Regions from separate parts of the Sus scrofa genome. Here region 2 is linked to region 1. A link is a contact called in public HiChIP or PLAC-seq data. All regions are on one chromosome and are shown on one strand. The core of a region is the stretch at or near the end of the contact, and the rest is flanking DNA. Distances in the headings are between cores, read along the strand shown. Region 1 has its middle 43 kb from the start of CD180. Region 2 has its middle 99 kb from the start of PIK3R1.

Evidence for each region. HiChIP or PLAC-seq counts read pairs in DNA pulled down with a chosen protein or histone mark.
Region 2: a contact with region 1 is called in an H3K27ac HiChIP or PLAC-seq map of skeletal muscle, with 10 times the contacts expected there. The contact joins two enhancer-like sites. A contact is called at or near these places in 2 of 47 Hi-C or Micro-C datasets (embryonic fibroblasts and liver) and 1 of 2 datasets of contacts at active chromatin or transcription factors (skeletal muscle).

Annotation. Positions count from the first base shown.
Region 1 is chr16:45,626,935-45,634,714 of Sscrofa11.1, forward strand. No RefSeq gene overlaps it. Among named protein-coding and RNA genes, the nearest start is that of CD180, 43 kb to the left of the region's middle. Within about 2 kb of position 4,762, at least 8 of the 83 cell types and tissues checked have an H3K27ac peak or open chromatin away from gene starts, as enhancers often do. A contact at or near this core is called in skeletal muscle, where this site is marked.
Region 2 is chr16:46,331,370-46,339,149 of Sscrofa11.1, forward strand. No RefSeq gene overlaps it. Among named protein-coding and RNA genes, the nearest start is that of PIK3R1, 99 kb to the right of the region's middle. Within about 2 kb of position 4,327, at least 10 of the 83 cell types and tissues checked have an H3K27ac peak or open chromatin away from gene starts, as enhancers often do. A contact at or near this core is called in skeletal muscle, where this site is marked.

The DNA.
Region 1 (7,780 bases), core at 3,512-6,011:
AACTGTATTTAGGGTAGTATATTTAGTCTGTATTTGGCAGAGGGGCCTCTGCGTCCATCTGGGAAGTTATATGGTGGGAAATACTGTGAATGGGGGCGATGATGCTGTATGTAGAGGGGCGTAATGGGGAAGGTGGGCTTTGGTCATTCACTCTAGCTTATTCTGGAGCAGCTGTGCTACTGCTGACACATAGAGTGCTTTTGTACATGTAGAATACTCGATTTTGACGTCACGTTCCATCAAACGTCAAGGAACTAAGATTTATTTAGGACAGTTCATCTCACAGTCATACCTAAAATATTCAGATACTTTGATGATTTTTTAAAAGTGAGGAAATAGTATCCTATGGCCATCAGAATTGAATGTGATGTAATAATTGAGAAGAAAATAATTCTAGACTTTAAAGAGATGCATCACAAAGGAATTCAATTCCTAATTTGATATTAAAAACAGGAAAGAATCTCACTCTATGCTGACAGATCTTGAACCAGCTCGAGGCTGATTAACATGGAAATAAGAGCAACTAAGAAGCATTTTGATAGAAGCAGAAGACCTGGGGTTTATGTTGAAATTTTTGATGTGTCCTCTAGTGGTTCTGAGACATTGGCAGGAGTGCCATTTATTTCATTGTTTCTTTGCTCAGTTTTCACTCACATATATTAGGACGGGACCTCAGATGCCCACAGTAGAGAAGTGAATCAGAAGACTTGGATCTACTGACAGCTGCAAGACTTCTTATTTATGAGAAAGTTGTGCTGTTTATATTCTAGCCTATTAGTTGTGTTTTCAGGATAACATCTTTGGTGTTGAGAAAGTGCCACCTGCTTGTTGTTGCGATTGCACTGTTGCCATTTGTCTGTTTTGCTAATGATTCGCTGCAGTTGAAACATGGTGTGACTTGGTTTGGTTCCCAGCTTCTAAGACCACAGGAAACACAGACAGGTACCTGCTTGATTCTCTGAGGCTGCAGACACTCCTCGGCATGGTGGCACAGTACATGCTGAACCCTCAGTGTCTTCTCACATCCGCCATCAGGCCCTCGCCCAGAGGACTTGGGGGATGCTCGAGAGAACTTTGTTGATTTGGGCTCGAGGTCAGGAAGTCTGTCTTAGACTTTAGGAAACTTAGCTTAAGGAATATTAAAACGTCTCGTAAAGGAGGTTCGGAAGGTTGGCTAGTAGTTGATTAATGAGACTTGAGTCATCTTGTCTTGGTATTTAATCAGTTAATAAATTATTTTAATATGAAATTTCCTTTTTTCTTAAAAAAAGTTTGTCCTTGACAGTAAAAAGTTGCCTAGAATGTGGTCTTTGGTGACTTCTCGTGAAATATACCCTACCCCTCCTCAATGTGGAGAAACAACAGAGGAGAAGGGAAATTTAGAGTTTATTTATTCTAATATAGGGTCAGGAATCAAACAGATTTGTTTTGGTTCCAAGTTCACTGCACAATTTTAGCATTATTAATAGTCAACCAAGTATTTAATAGTCAATCAACAAGAACTGGAGACTGTGGTTTCACTTTCGAGATTCACATACACCAAAAACAACTATTAGGGAGCAATACCCAAGCACACACTTACTACTAGCCTATTTGTACACACCCTTATCCCAGAAACTGGATAAAGTGGTCTGCAACAGTGATGCATAAAATAAATGATGATAAAATGGAAATTGGAGGAACTGGGAGATCCTAGATCAAGGCAAAGTCTGATGCAAAGTAACCAAAGGACTACAGGTGTGTCCCATGAAGCCTCATCTGCACTCACAACCCGCCGTCTCTGTGTCAGTAAGCCAGGCTGGAGCCAATGCAAAAGGACTGCAGAAAGTAAAGGACTCAGAAGCCTTCCTTGATAAAATAAACCCTTTGAGTGTTTAGAATTTTCATCACCACTCAGTTGACTGCACACTAGAAAGTGAAACAGTTTAATAGAGTTAATGTACTTGCATATGAAATCACCGTGCATTGCTAGAGAAGGCAGTACGGAGCAGGCAGTCTTACTGCTCAGAGGGCACACATGGGAGATTAGTGCCCTGAGGCTGAGGCCCACGTGGGCAATGCAAAGACCTTGTACCCAGGGCGGGAGACAGCAGGGTGCAGGTGAGGAGCTCTGACAGCAAGGTGACCTATACCACAGTTTTTTCCCCTAGCATTGGTTCTAGTGTAATACATTACAAAACAAAAGGAGGCAAAGGATTTATAAGTGCTTGGTAGAGAAATATGTACACTTGGTTCTAAGAAAAAGAAAGAAGCCTGGCAAGGGATATCCTCTTTTCACAGAATACTTTATTGGATGTTAGTTATAACAGGATCTTTCTAATAAAGCCAAATAAGACACAGGGAAGCAAAGAGTTCACATTAGTATGATTTTATTTCACAGTCTTTTGCAAACTTTCGTGGGTCATATCGTGATGCAGGGAACAGATATCTGCAAATGACCTTAGGTGCCCTCTCTGGTTTGCCTTAACAGTGATTCAGGCTGGCCCTGGGTGTTTCCCTTGCCAGGGAGTGGTGCTGCATCCAAGCTCAGCTTCTCACAGGAAGGGTGGCTTTTCTTCTTAGCAGGGAAGCCTGCAATCCCACATGGGCCTCAAGATCTCTGGATGCTGGATGCCTGGCTTTCCCAGACAATTTCCGTAAGCAACTGGCATCTAAATACAGCCCACTTAGCAGCAGGAGACTGTCTGTACTTCCTATAACAAAGCACCTTCTCCTGTGTGTCTAAGACACAAAGTCATAGAGAAAGGGGGTTTGGACATAAGCCACACTACCTGTCCAGTGGGGTGCCCTGGCCCCCTCTCCATGGGGACAATGGGTGACCCCACGTCGTCTACTCTTGCTGAGCCTAGCTTTGCAAACCTCCGCTTTCCTCAGCAAAGCACTTTCCTTAACCCATATTCTGTGACGTTGCATTTACTTGCAGACAGGTTGCCATCCAAGAGATCCACCTTTGGAGCAATTGTTATGAAGGCAATAGAAGTTAGAGTCTTTTATAGCCCAGGTTTAAATGGTGACTCCAAAGTCCTTTTCAAGGACATACAGAAAAATGGCATTTTCTTTGTGATTCCTCTTGTGTTCAGGGTGAGCTCTCAACCTGGAGTAACTGACTCTTCTTAGGAACCATTATAGCCTTGTGTGGTAAAACGCTCCCTCTCCTTAAATTCTAATCTCATCCCTGTTAATTGTGTTGCTCTCTGTAGGTAAGTCCTACAAATGAAGTGTTTATGTCACATTTCACACTGACTCCTGAGTGAATGATACAGACCGCTGTGGATGGTTTCGTTAACACAGTCACCGTCACTAATGATTATTTATCCAGCTCGGGCTGGGTGCTCTGTTCTGGTGCCTGCATGCTGAGTGAATGCTAGCATTGGTAACAAATAGGGGTTCTAATGTCATGGAAACAGCAAAGCCTTATATAAGTGGAAAGTCATCCTCAGTTATTACTCTTTTTATTGTTGTTATTGTTGTTGGAACATTAATTAATTCAGTTCTGTCCTGTGAATTGAACTTTAACCAGGATTAGTTTTTATGACAGTGAAGGACATTGCTCATGAATGAGAGAAAATAAGGATTGAATTGGTTTTCACAAGTCTTTTAAGCTTTGTGCCTGAATATAGCAGAACCCTGTTCTTGCTTTCTTTTTTATTAAATAGTTTATTGTGAAGATTCAAATGGGTCATGAGTCCATAATGTCCCCTAAACAGAACATCTGCTTAAAAATCAGTCTCATATCACATAATCAGCTCACTTAGGATATTGAGCACTATTTGCCGTTTTCAGTACTAACAAAGGATTTTATTAACCTGTAGACAAAAATCTAAATCATTAAATAAAGTAGAACACTGAGTGCTTGTTAAATTGAAGAGCTATACAAAGACAGATAATTATCATAATAGATTGAGGATTTTACATTATAGGAAGATTTGCTCCCTTTAGTTTTTTTTTTTTTTTTTTTTTTAACCCCCAACTATAAGGACTATGATTGTTGCTCACAGTCATGGTGGGTTCAAGACATGTATGATTATGTGTGTGTGTGTGTGTGTGTGTGTGTGTGTGTGTGTGTATTTTTTTCCTTTGGCTGCACCAGCAGCATGCAAAGCTCCCAGGCCAGGGATTGAACCTGCATCACTTCAGTGACAATGCCGATTCCTTAACCACTAGGCCACCAGGGAATTTCATTATTTTTAATGGAAGAGTAAAAGCCCGTGAACCCACGGCCTATCCACAGAACAAAGACATCACTGAAAATATCTACCCATACTGTTAGTTTTAATGGTAAATTAACCTGTATTGCCCTTAATTGGTTGTTTTCGGTATCATTATTATAGTTATAATTTCTTGCAACAAGAAATTATTAGTTACTTGCAACAAGTAACACTTGCAGATACATTTTAAGACTATATTGACTATTAAAATTTATCTCCACAGGCTATATACGCTGCATGCCATAGGACATAAAACTAATACAACCAATGCTGGCTGCTTTTGGTTACTCAGAAATTACCATGCTCTTTGGGGTCCTCTGTTTGCAATCACAATCTCATAGATCTTAATAGAGAATTGTACTCCTAGCAGGTGTCAACATCCCATGTTCCTAGGCCTCCTGACTGTTTAGTTGCAATCTTTAGTTGATTAATTTGCTCACCTATTTATTTATTCAGAGAACACTTGTTGAGAGCCAAGAACTAGGCTTGGCTCTAAGTCAAATGCCAAGTGGCAGAGTTGCGAAGAGGTCATGGTAACGGGAAGTTAATGCCTCTGAGAAAAGCTCTGTTTGGGCAGCAGGGCGAGGGCTGTGCTGTCTGTCCTTGGGAGAGTTAGCGGAGGCCAGAGGAGCTGATTTTTCACATGGGGACTTTTGTATGAAGAGGTGGAAGTTTAAGGCAACAGTGAATAAAGTTACTCTGGTATTAGGAGAACAGGGAAGGAGATTTCTTCAGGCACCTCTTCCTCCTCTGAAAGCCTGCAGGCCTTTTCATTTTACCTGCCAGAGCCAGGGAAAGAAAAAGGACAGAGTTCTTCTGAGATCCCAACCCTTGGCTAGGGTTTATTCTATGCAGATCCTGTTGGAGCTAAATGTAAACAAACAGAAAGGTATCCTTGCACTGTCTGAGAATGTGCAGATATAACGAGCAGCAAGCACATAATTGTGAGAAGCCTTTGTAGTTCCAACATCTTCACCCACCACATAGATACAAAGTGTATTGTAATATAAGAAATATTACAGTGCTATCCCCAAAGTAATTATCTTCTGTCTGTTATACAGCTACTCAATTCTGTGTCTTTTCTATGATGGAAATACAAAATGCATTTGGAAAACCCCCAGAATCAAACACAATACAGTGTCTCCTGAGGTTTCTCCTTCATCTGTTTGCCAGAGATAATGGGGGGAAAGACTAGTGAACAAAGAGTAAAAAAGCATCGTTTGGCTGGGTAGTCTATATAATAATGCCGTAGCAACAATTCTTTGTTTCTTAGAGTAATCGAGTCAAAGGCTTATCATAATATGATTGTGTAGCCGGAGCAGACAGCAGATTTCTGTGGACCTGAGCCTCTCAATTAGATTTCTGTGGCTTAGCCACAGGAAGCCATCAGAGGTTAAAGATTTAATTTTTCTCAGTGGTGTGTCCTGAAGAAAAACGATCAGTTTGTGATTTCCTAACCGCCTCTCTATCTTGTAACATTTTATTTTCTCTGCTTTCTCCTGCCATTGTCATTTTGGTTCTTCATTATTACGATTGTGATGTGACATTATCTTTGTTCTCACTTCCTGGAATTATCCTCTGGTTAGGATAGTTTGCCCTGGGTGCCGGAGATCCATAGCTCGTCTAGACTGGCCTGAAGTCCAGGCATCTCTGGTAGGTACCCATGTTGGGATCAGAAACCATCCCACCTCATGATAAAGAAAGCTATTCACAAGTTCCATTTAAATTTTCTCTCAGCAGATGGGCTTCTCTCATGGAATGTACTGAAAATCATTTTCAGATTTCAAAGAGACCTCTTAGTACTTGGCAGGCAGAGCTAAGACATAGCAAGGCAGTGAGGGTTCTTTTCATGACGAGGCCTTATATTCTCAGGAGTATTAGAATGATATTTTATTTTACTTCTTTTAACTCCACAGAGGCCCTCGGAAGATGGAGATTTTGATATTCTGTACTTTGCCAAGCAACGGAAACTTAACTGTCAAGAGCTATGCCCTGGGAACCAGTCACAATGTGCAATGATGCCTGTAGAAAATGGCCGGGAGGCCTGGAAATCTAAGAACCGAGTTCAGTTTCTGCAGCCTCCTTTGCTTTCGAAGGTGAATGGGATTGGCTTTTTTGTTCATTTCACTTATATCAGTTTTTCATTTAATGAAAGTGTGGTGACTCATGTTTACCTCTCCCACCTTCTGGGACAAGGTGGGAAAAGGTGAAGAGAGTCCCTGTTCATCACCCCACTAAAGGAGGGGTGCTCATCCCATCCTTTCTCACTGAGGACACAGGTTCGCAGAACCAAAACAATGAAGATCTCCCTTGAGTTATAATTGAGTTACATAAAGGCTTTAAGAAGTTTTACTGATTTCTTTCTGCATTCTCATTGGCTCCTTATTACAACCCTGCAATTTAGATGGTATTATTATTATTCCATTTTACAGACCAGACAACTGAGGCACAGAAAGGTAAAGTAACTTGCCCAAGGTCACACAGCTAGTATGATGTGGAGCAGGATCCAAACTCAGAGGTATGCTCTGAAGTCCGTGCTCTGAGTCCTCAAGCTTGGCTTATGCTCATGCTTGGTGGTGGCTGGATCTTCTCTTAGGAAAACAATAAATACTGCATATTTGTTTAAAAACAAACAAACAAAAAACAGACAACAAACCAGCAGGCTCCTACAACCTCTTTGAAATTGCAGATGACCTGTAATTTTGTGTCTACTACTTTCCAGGTAGTATTTCAAGTAGTCCAAGCCCTGGTCCTCAGTAAGGCTGCTCATGGTTTGGAATTTGCCACAAATTGGGATTTTGTTGGCCTTTTTGGTGACCTGTCGACTTTTCCTAAGAATTAGGAAGCTTTTACCCCAGGCTTAAACCCTCAAAATATAAGTAAAAGAGAAACAAAAGGAAGTGGCTTCTCAATTGTAAATTCTACAGGAAAGTGCAGAAAAATCAATGGTGGTGTTTTGATAGTCAAAGTCAAAGAATTCATTTCCTTTTTCAGAAGGAACCACTTTTAATTTGTCAGAGTTTATAGCCTTATATAATTTATGTACTCCCCTGTTGTTGGAGGCTCATGGAAACTCAGGGAAATTGCTCTAGTAAACCATAATCATTGTATTTTTGAATTTTGGATCCTCCACTGGGGATTGTGTTTAATGCCCCATTTTGTGATTCTGATGTACTATGTGACATCTGAATGGTGAGTGTTTTCCCCTAATGTGACCTTAAGCTTAGAGACCCAAGTTGTGTTAATTTGTAACAAAATGGAGTTTTTTGTTGACTTGTTCAACTGTCCTTGTCTTTGATGCTATGTTCCAACTTAGGTTAGGGAATAATTTGCAGAACTGCCTATTCTTTCTGAATTTCAGAAAAAAATTACAACAAAGACCCATCCCAGATGTAGCTTGCTCTTCCTTTTTTCCTCCTTCCTTCCCTTTCTTTCTCTCTCTCTCTTTCTTTTCCTTCCTTCCTTCCTTCCTTCTTTCCTTCCTTCCTTCCTTCCTTCCTTCCTTCCTTCCTTCCTTCCCTCCCTCCCTCCCTCCCTCCTTCCCTCCCTCTCTCCCTTCAAAGTCTTATTTA
Region 2 (7,780 bases), core at 3,077-5,576, 700 kb after region 1:
GATAAACGCAGATGCCCAAATCTGCCGACAAGGGTCCATCATCCAAATAATGAAAAATTTGCTTCTTTTTTTGTCATCTAAACAAAAATATAAAATTTAGAGTTTTTTTATTGGGACCTCACAGACTCTGGAGAATATGTCCATCAACTTTGGGTACAAAGAAATTCACTTTCAAGAATAGCGAAGACTTTTAGAGTAGAAAGGGGCCTTTGAAAATGCCTATGGAGATTAGGTCATCATAGTTCATCCCCTTCACTTGAAATGAGGGGATAGAGAACTAAGGAAGTTAGATTGTTGTTTAGCAAGAGATCCTGGTCTCCAGATTCCAAAGTCCCACCCCTTTCTACTATATCAACATTTACCAAGGAGTTTGACATTTAGGATGCCACCCCGCATATGTAATTTACCACACATAATTCACACACTCAAAGTCTCCTGACTCTCATAACATATTCTTATAAGCCAAAGTATTATATTCTTGACAACAAATCTTATAAAATTCTAGCATTTCACCTTAAGTGATTCTTTAATGAATATCTATTTCTGAAGACTATAATTATTAATAACCTCTGTATAAACTAACACTTCACTGCATTTGTCATAAGGTTACTTCTCACCAGTTTCAAAGATTGCCTAGAGCTTTTAATTTTTTAAGTGTGCTCATCTCTCTACCATTCTAAAGCTCCTCCATATTTCTCCTCAAATGATTCTCTTCTCTCAAGTCCAAGTTTCTTGTAAGTGGAGTATAAATTTCATGTCTCCATTTTTTTCAGTAACCCACATATGTGAGATTCTGTTTTCATTACTGTATTGAAATTGTCCGTTCAGAGGCCACACTGGACTCTTGCTATATCTAGTAGACTCCCTGCATTATTCTATTTACCTTCCTTTAGAACATAGGCCTTGTCCCTCAAACTTCTTCCCTGGTTTTTCCAGGGTTTCTCTATGTGCTCTCCTGATGGCAATTTTTCATCTTCCCTGGTTTATCTCCCCAATTTCATCAATATTGATATTCCTTAGGATTTGTCATTGTTCTTGTTCTTGCCTTAGGATGCATAATCTCTGTGGTAAATTCATGTGGATCCCATACACTAATGATGCCCAGATGCATCCCTGTAACCTATCTCTTTTCTCTTTCCCCAGAAAAGTATTTCTGGGAAATGAAAACTTTGAGAGAGAAGCATAAGATTCCATGCCTGCAAAAAGCCAGAGATAATAATAATAATTTCTGGGTGGGAGGAAAGAGAAAATGAAGAGTTTCAAGAAGGGAGTAGTCAGCTGGTTGAAATACCATGGTAATGTCCAATAAGATGGGAATCGAAGTACTTTTTTTGACTGAGCTAGTGGAAGGTCACTGGAACCTTGGCAAGAGCAATTTGGGATCAAATGTAGATTGAAAGGAGTTGACAAGTGAATTAGAAGAGAAGAAATACAGACTATGACTATGGAGAATGACAGCCACTTAACAGTGGAAGAAAGGGGAGATAGAGAAATGACTAGAGAGGAATCTAGGGTCAGAGGAAGGACGCATTTTTTTTAGCCAAAGAGAAGGAGCCAGGACAGAGAAGGGGAAAAGATACAAAAGAGAGGAAGCCACGTACCTGACCAATTTTCGGGCTATTGAGCCTTAAGGAGGAAAAGAACCACCTGTTCCATTGATTTGTTGTAACAGAGGTGAGTAATTGTGATACAGTTCTTGTTTTTCTCTTTGAAATATGAAAATAAGAGGCAAGGTTATCTGCAGTTCATAAGGAAGGTGGTGAGAGTTTGAGGAGAGTTGTGATTTTTAAAAGGACCTGACCAGGCTCATAATGTGTACACTATTCTAAAACACAGATCCAGTCATAATACTTTTGGGCTCCCAGTTTCCCACAGGATAAAATGCCTCCCCACAGCAAGTTCCACGGTGGAGTGTCCACCACACCTACAAACCATCAACCCCATCACCCCCCACCCCCCACCCCCGTTCCAGGTCCTAACATCACCATTCTCCAAACATGCCACATGCAAGAACCCTCGGCCTAGAATTCCCTCACCCTCACTTCTCTGCCTGGAAAACCTCCATCCACTTTTCAAAATTCAGTTTAAGAGTTTCTCATTGTTCCTGGATCGTCCTCACTTTTACTAACCTGTTTTCCTGTTACCTCACTTTCACACCTTCATTGTTTCTGCATCTACTTAGTTTCCCATCATCACTCTATGTCTGTATGGTATTTTAAATCCCCTCAGGATGTGTACTTTCAATTATTTAATTAACTAGCACATGAATATGTATTAAGCAATATCCAATCCATAATTTCAAGAAGCCCCCAGGGCACCAGGCAGCCATAATGCAGTGTGACTTGAGCTGTAACTGAACACTGACCAAGGATGAGGAGGGTACCTGAGGCCATCAGAGGCTTCAAGCATACCTGTGCCTGTGTCTTCCCCTCCTACAAAGAGCCCCATGGCAAGTTCCCTGAAGGCCAAGGCATAGCCTTGTCCAGTAGTGTGTGTGCCACATGGACCATCACCTTGGGGTGGCTCTGTAAATGTAAACTGGCCTTGTCTTGAAGAAGTCACTGTACAGCTCTTTCAGGAATGTCTGGGCTCCTAATGTAATCCATTTTAACTAGAAAGATTATTCCTTTTAAGGTTTTGTCCCTTTCTAAAATATCTGCTCATGGTCCTTGACAAAAAAATGTCCTCTCTGATGCCATCCTTACTACCCTCCCCACATCATCCATTTCTTGCTCTGTCTGCCATTTCCCTCTTCACAAGGACCCAGCCAGGGTCAAATTCCTCTCCTGTGCTCACCACCAAAGATTTGGCTTCTACTTTTCTTCACTTCCTTTTTCCATAGTAATATTTGTTGTTGTTGTTAAGTTGCCTGAAAAAGTCCACGATTATTGTGTAGGACTTCTTTCAATAGAATGGGCAGGAAGAAAGGAAAGAAGAGAGGAAGGAAGGAAGAGAGTGAGGGAGAGAGGGAAAGGAAAGGAAAGGAAAGAAGGAAGGAAGAGAAAGGAAAGGAAAGAAGGAAGGAAGGAAAGAAGAAGCAGGAAGGGAGGGAAGGGAAAAGTCCTGCCTTTTGGCTTTCAATCTAGTGTGACTTCTGTTTTAGGTACTGGAGTTGCTAAATAGGAGAGTCACTGTTATCTGTTTAATTCAAAAATCATGATTTTCCTGTGAACTGTTCTAATCTTGGCTTCAGCAGCAGATGGTCTTACACCTAAAATAAGACTAGCTTCACGCCTACTTGTTTTCTGTTTAAATTCTTTTTTATAGGATGATGAAAGGCTGCAGGTTAAAATGTTCACATTTGCTGTGATTACTTATTGCAGAAGTTTCCAGACTTGAAAGATGCAGCTGTAAAATATACAACAAAGCCTGCTTATCCATGTCTCGCCAGGCCTTGACACTGTTTGCATAGGGTCTAGCGGACCCAGGCACTCAGTACCTGTCTTAGTGCACTGGCCCATGATGGTTCAAGACACCAATTTTTTCTTAAGGTGGGAGTCATAGTCCTGTAATATGGAATATGGAATATTCCTGCAATTCTCTCTTTCTGACATCCAAGTCTTTCAGATTACACATACAATCTCCTTTCCTCCTAAGATTCATTTTCAGCAACAGGGCAACTGTTTGTACATTAGGGTTCCCTCTTTATCAAATAGGAGCACATTTGGAAGACCAATATTTCTTGAACAGATGAGACAAGAGTTCAAGTCTCATGTCAGAGTAGTGAGTAGTAGACAATCATAGGGACATTGGGTTTGGTCAACTGCAGGGTTCTTGTTTGGTTTTGCTGATGTGGACATGCAACTTTGGGGTGAAACCTAATTTTTCAGGACCACAGAAACATGGTTGAGAGCTGCCACCTTCTCAGCTCTTCCTGCAGGCTCATCCTTTGGCCTTCCTTCTAAGTAAACATCGATTAAATATTTTAACAGCACTCTTGAAAGAGGAGACAAATCACCAGCCTGTCCAGAGAATCCAGTGTCTTTTTCTCCTTGCTTGGTGGTAGCAGATAGCTCAGAACTCCTCACCGCCTAGCTTGTGTTGCTTTTCGTCTAACTCATTCCCTTATATCGTTGCCAGTGTTCAGACTCATCAGCCACTACTTTGATGACATGTATCCTCCCAAGGTCTTCTAGAATTTTCCCTCTTTTGACTTGGCATTCTACTTCTGAGAAAAATTTCAGTGTCAACTCTTTATTCCAGAATATGCTGAATAAAACTAGCTGGGCACCATTTCGGAGGTCCCCCCATGCCACCCCCACCCCCCATTCAGAGAAGGGCCTATTTTCTTTGGGTGGAAGGTTGTAAGCATATGGAATTCGTTACCAGAAGAGTTGGTTCGGGCTGTTTCCGATCCCCAAGCCAGTTCCCTAACCATGACAAAACATTCCCCACAATCTCATCATGACTCATTTTTATTTTTAAATAACCTCTGCTGTGGAACTTTGTCAAGGCTTTTTGAAAGGTTAAAGAAATTATGTCCGCATGCTTTTGACCTCCTCAGAGAATTTAAGTAAATGAAGCACATTCTCTGCTCAGAGAAATCACTGGTTTGCTGAAGATCCTATAACTGCCCTGTAACTCCTAGATGTGAATTTATCTAAATCTTAACATGTGCTCATCCTTCTACCCCCTGTCAGGGGATATAAAGGCATAAAGATATACAGACATAGTCTTTGGTATTAAACTGCTCGAAATCAAGACAGAGAGGCTAAAAAAAAGTCACAAAATCATGAGTGAACAATAACATACATGAGTGTGGTGGTGACTAAAATTATAAAAGGAGTTGGGAAAATCAAGTGCATTCAGAAGAAGATGGAAAAGCTTCATAGAGAAGAAAGCCCTTGAGTTGGGTCTTAAAAGCTGAGTGGGGAGTTCCCATCATTGCTCAGTGGTTAGCGAATCCGACTAGGAACCATGAGGTTGTGGATTCGATCCCTGGCCTCGCTCAGTGGGTTAAGGATCTGGCGTTGCCATGAACTGTGGATGCGGCTTAGATCCTGCATTGCTGTGGCTCTGGTGTAGGCCGGTGGCTACAACTCCGATTCAACCCCTAGCCTGGGAACCTCCATATGCTGCGGGAGCGGCCCTAGAAATGGCAAAAAGACAAAAAAAAAAAAAAAAAAAAGCTGAGTGGGATTGATAGAGACAGGAAGAAGGGAAGAAAAGGGATGCCAGGGGTTTTCAGATATCAGAGAAATAAAAGATAGGGAAATAGTGTGAGCAAAGACTAGCAGTAGAATCATCTTGTTGGGGTGGAGGAAACACATGAAGGAGTCTGACAGGTTGCAAGAAACAAAATGAAGAAAGGCCTGGAACAACCAGTCTCAAGAGTTGGAACCTGATAATAGAGGTGATAGTTATGAAGGACTATCTTTAAAATCGAATGTTTCAAAGAAAACGAGTTGTTGATAGATGGGAAAGAGAGATGATTTACTGAAGGGCCAGCGAGGCAAGCCAAAATTGAGTATGTTAAATTCTGTTTAGATCAGAATAGAGTAAGCATGAGTGAAAAAGAAGGGAAAGAGCTCAAGAAGGAGAAATGGAAGAAGGGAGGAATGGTAAATAATGGGTGTGAAGTTCTAAAGGATTTATTCTTGGTACCAAAATCTGTTTCCTAGGGCTGTCATAGCAGAGCACCACAAAATAACAGAAGTTTATTTTGTCATCAGTCTGAAGGCTAGAAGTCCCAAATTCAGGTGTTGGCAGGGCTATACTCCCTTGAGGGCTTCATGGAAGAATCCTTCCTCACCTCTTCTGGCTTCAGGTGGTTGCCAGCAATACTTGGTGTTCCTTGTTTTGCAGCTGCTGACTCCATCTCTGCCTCCATCTTCACAGGAGCTTCTTCCCTGTTGCCTGTATCTCTCCACATCCTCTTCTCTTCTTGACAAGAGTCATTGGATTTAGGGCTCACCCTAATCTAGTATGATCTCATCTTAAATAATCCTATCTGCAAAGACCTTATTTACAAATAATGTCCCATTCTGGGGTTCTAGGTGGACATGAATTTGGGGGGAACACTCTTCATCCCAGCACACAGGATAAAATCCAGAAAGCACATGGAGGGGTTAGTCTTACAGGATTTTAAGGAGAGGAAATTGTAAGGGAAGAAAACATCTTCCTGCCTTTTTTTTTTTGGTCATTGTAAAGCAGATTTTTTTATATAATGATTTTTATTTTTTTTCATTATAGCTGGTTTACAGCATTCTGTCAATTTTTTGCTGTACAGCAAGTTGACCCAGTTACACATACATGTCTATTTTCTTTTTTCTCACATTATCATGCTCCATCATAACCAGACATGGTTCCCAGTGCTACACAGCAGGATCTCATTTCTAATCTACTCTAAAGGCAATAGTTTTCATCCATTAACCCCAAGCACCCAATCCATCCCACTCCCTCCCCCTCCCCCTCCCCCTTGGAAATCAGATTTAGAATGCTTTATACCAGAAACAGAATTTATACCAGTTAACAAAGTATATCAACATGTATGTCAATGTATATTGTTACTTTTATGTTTCAAACTCAGAATTAATATCTATAACTTCTGAATAAGCATTATACAACAAAATGTTACTGGGTTTTTTTTCTATAACTTAAGAACTATTTTTTCTTTTTCTTATTTTTCACTCAGTTTTATTACATTTTCTTTTTTTTTTTCCCCACTGTATAGCGTGAGGACCCAGTTACACATACACGTATACATAATTTTTTCTCCCATTGTCATGTTGCATTGTAAGTATCTAGACATAGTTCTCAGTGCTACACAGCAGGATCTCATTGTTAGTCCATTCCAAAAGCAATAGTTTGCATCCGTTAAATAGTTTCAAATGATGCAACTGACAAGGGCTTAATTTCTAGAATATGCAAGCAACTTCCTGCCTTCTTAGATTTGAGCCGAAGAGTTAAACTGGCATAAGACTGGGTAACAGAAGAAAATCGTGCAGGTTTTATTTGATGCTTTTACATGCACACAGGAGTCTTCTAAAGGAAAATGAATACACAAACAAGCTATTAGGCCCCAAAGCTTATTTAACTATTTACTATGCTTTAGTTAAATTACTCTTTTTCCCATTGTGGTTCATAAGGTTAAGGGCCCTACATAGTCTCTGTGAGAATACAGGTTCGATCCCTGGCCTTGCTCAGTGGGTTACTGATCAGGTGTTGCCACAAGCTGCAGCAAAGGTTGCAAATGTAGCTCAGATGGTATTGTTGTGCTGTGGCATAGGCCCCAGCTGCAATTCTGTTCAACCCCTGGCCTAGGAATTTTCATATACTGCAGGTGCAGCTATAAAAAAATTAAAAACTAATCTTGCTTCTTTCAGAGGTTCTGATAACTTGGGGCAGAGTGACATAGAAAGAAAACTCTTCATTCCCTCCTACTCCTCTTTGAAATCACTGATTCTGCTCAAACCCTCATTTTAAGAGTGAGGGAATGGAAACAGAGTATTTGCCCTGGAACCTATTTTGTTAAAGCAGAGGACCGCAAAGAACCACGGCCAGTCACCTCCCAGGCAGTGACCTTCCCTCTCCTAGGCAGTAGGCAGGCTTGATTTGGCATGGCAGTCACCCCAGGAAAGCCTGGCCATTTTCCATAGCTATATTCACAACATTTGAGGAACGCTCAGGCAGCTGTCCTTGGTGTTTCAGGACATGGTGTCTCCCCATAGTGTTGTACAAATTCACTGGAACAGGTGGCTCACCCAACCTTTCTTCATGATGCTGTTGAATATGAACTGGCTGGAGCAGACTGGCCCCACTGTGGGATCCTATTCCTGGG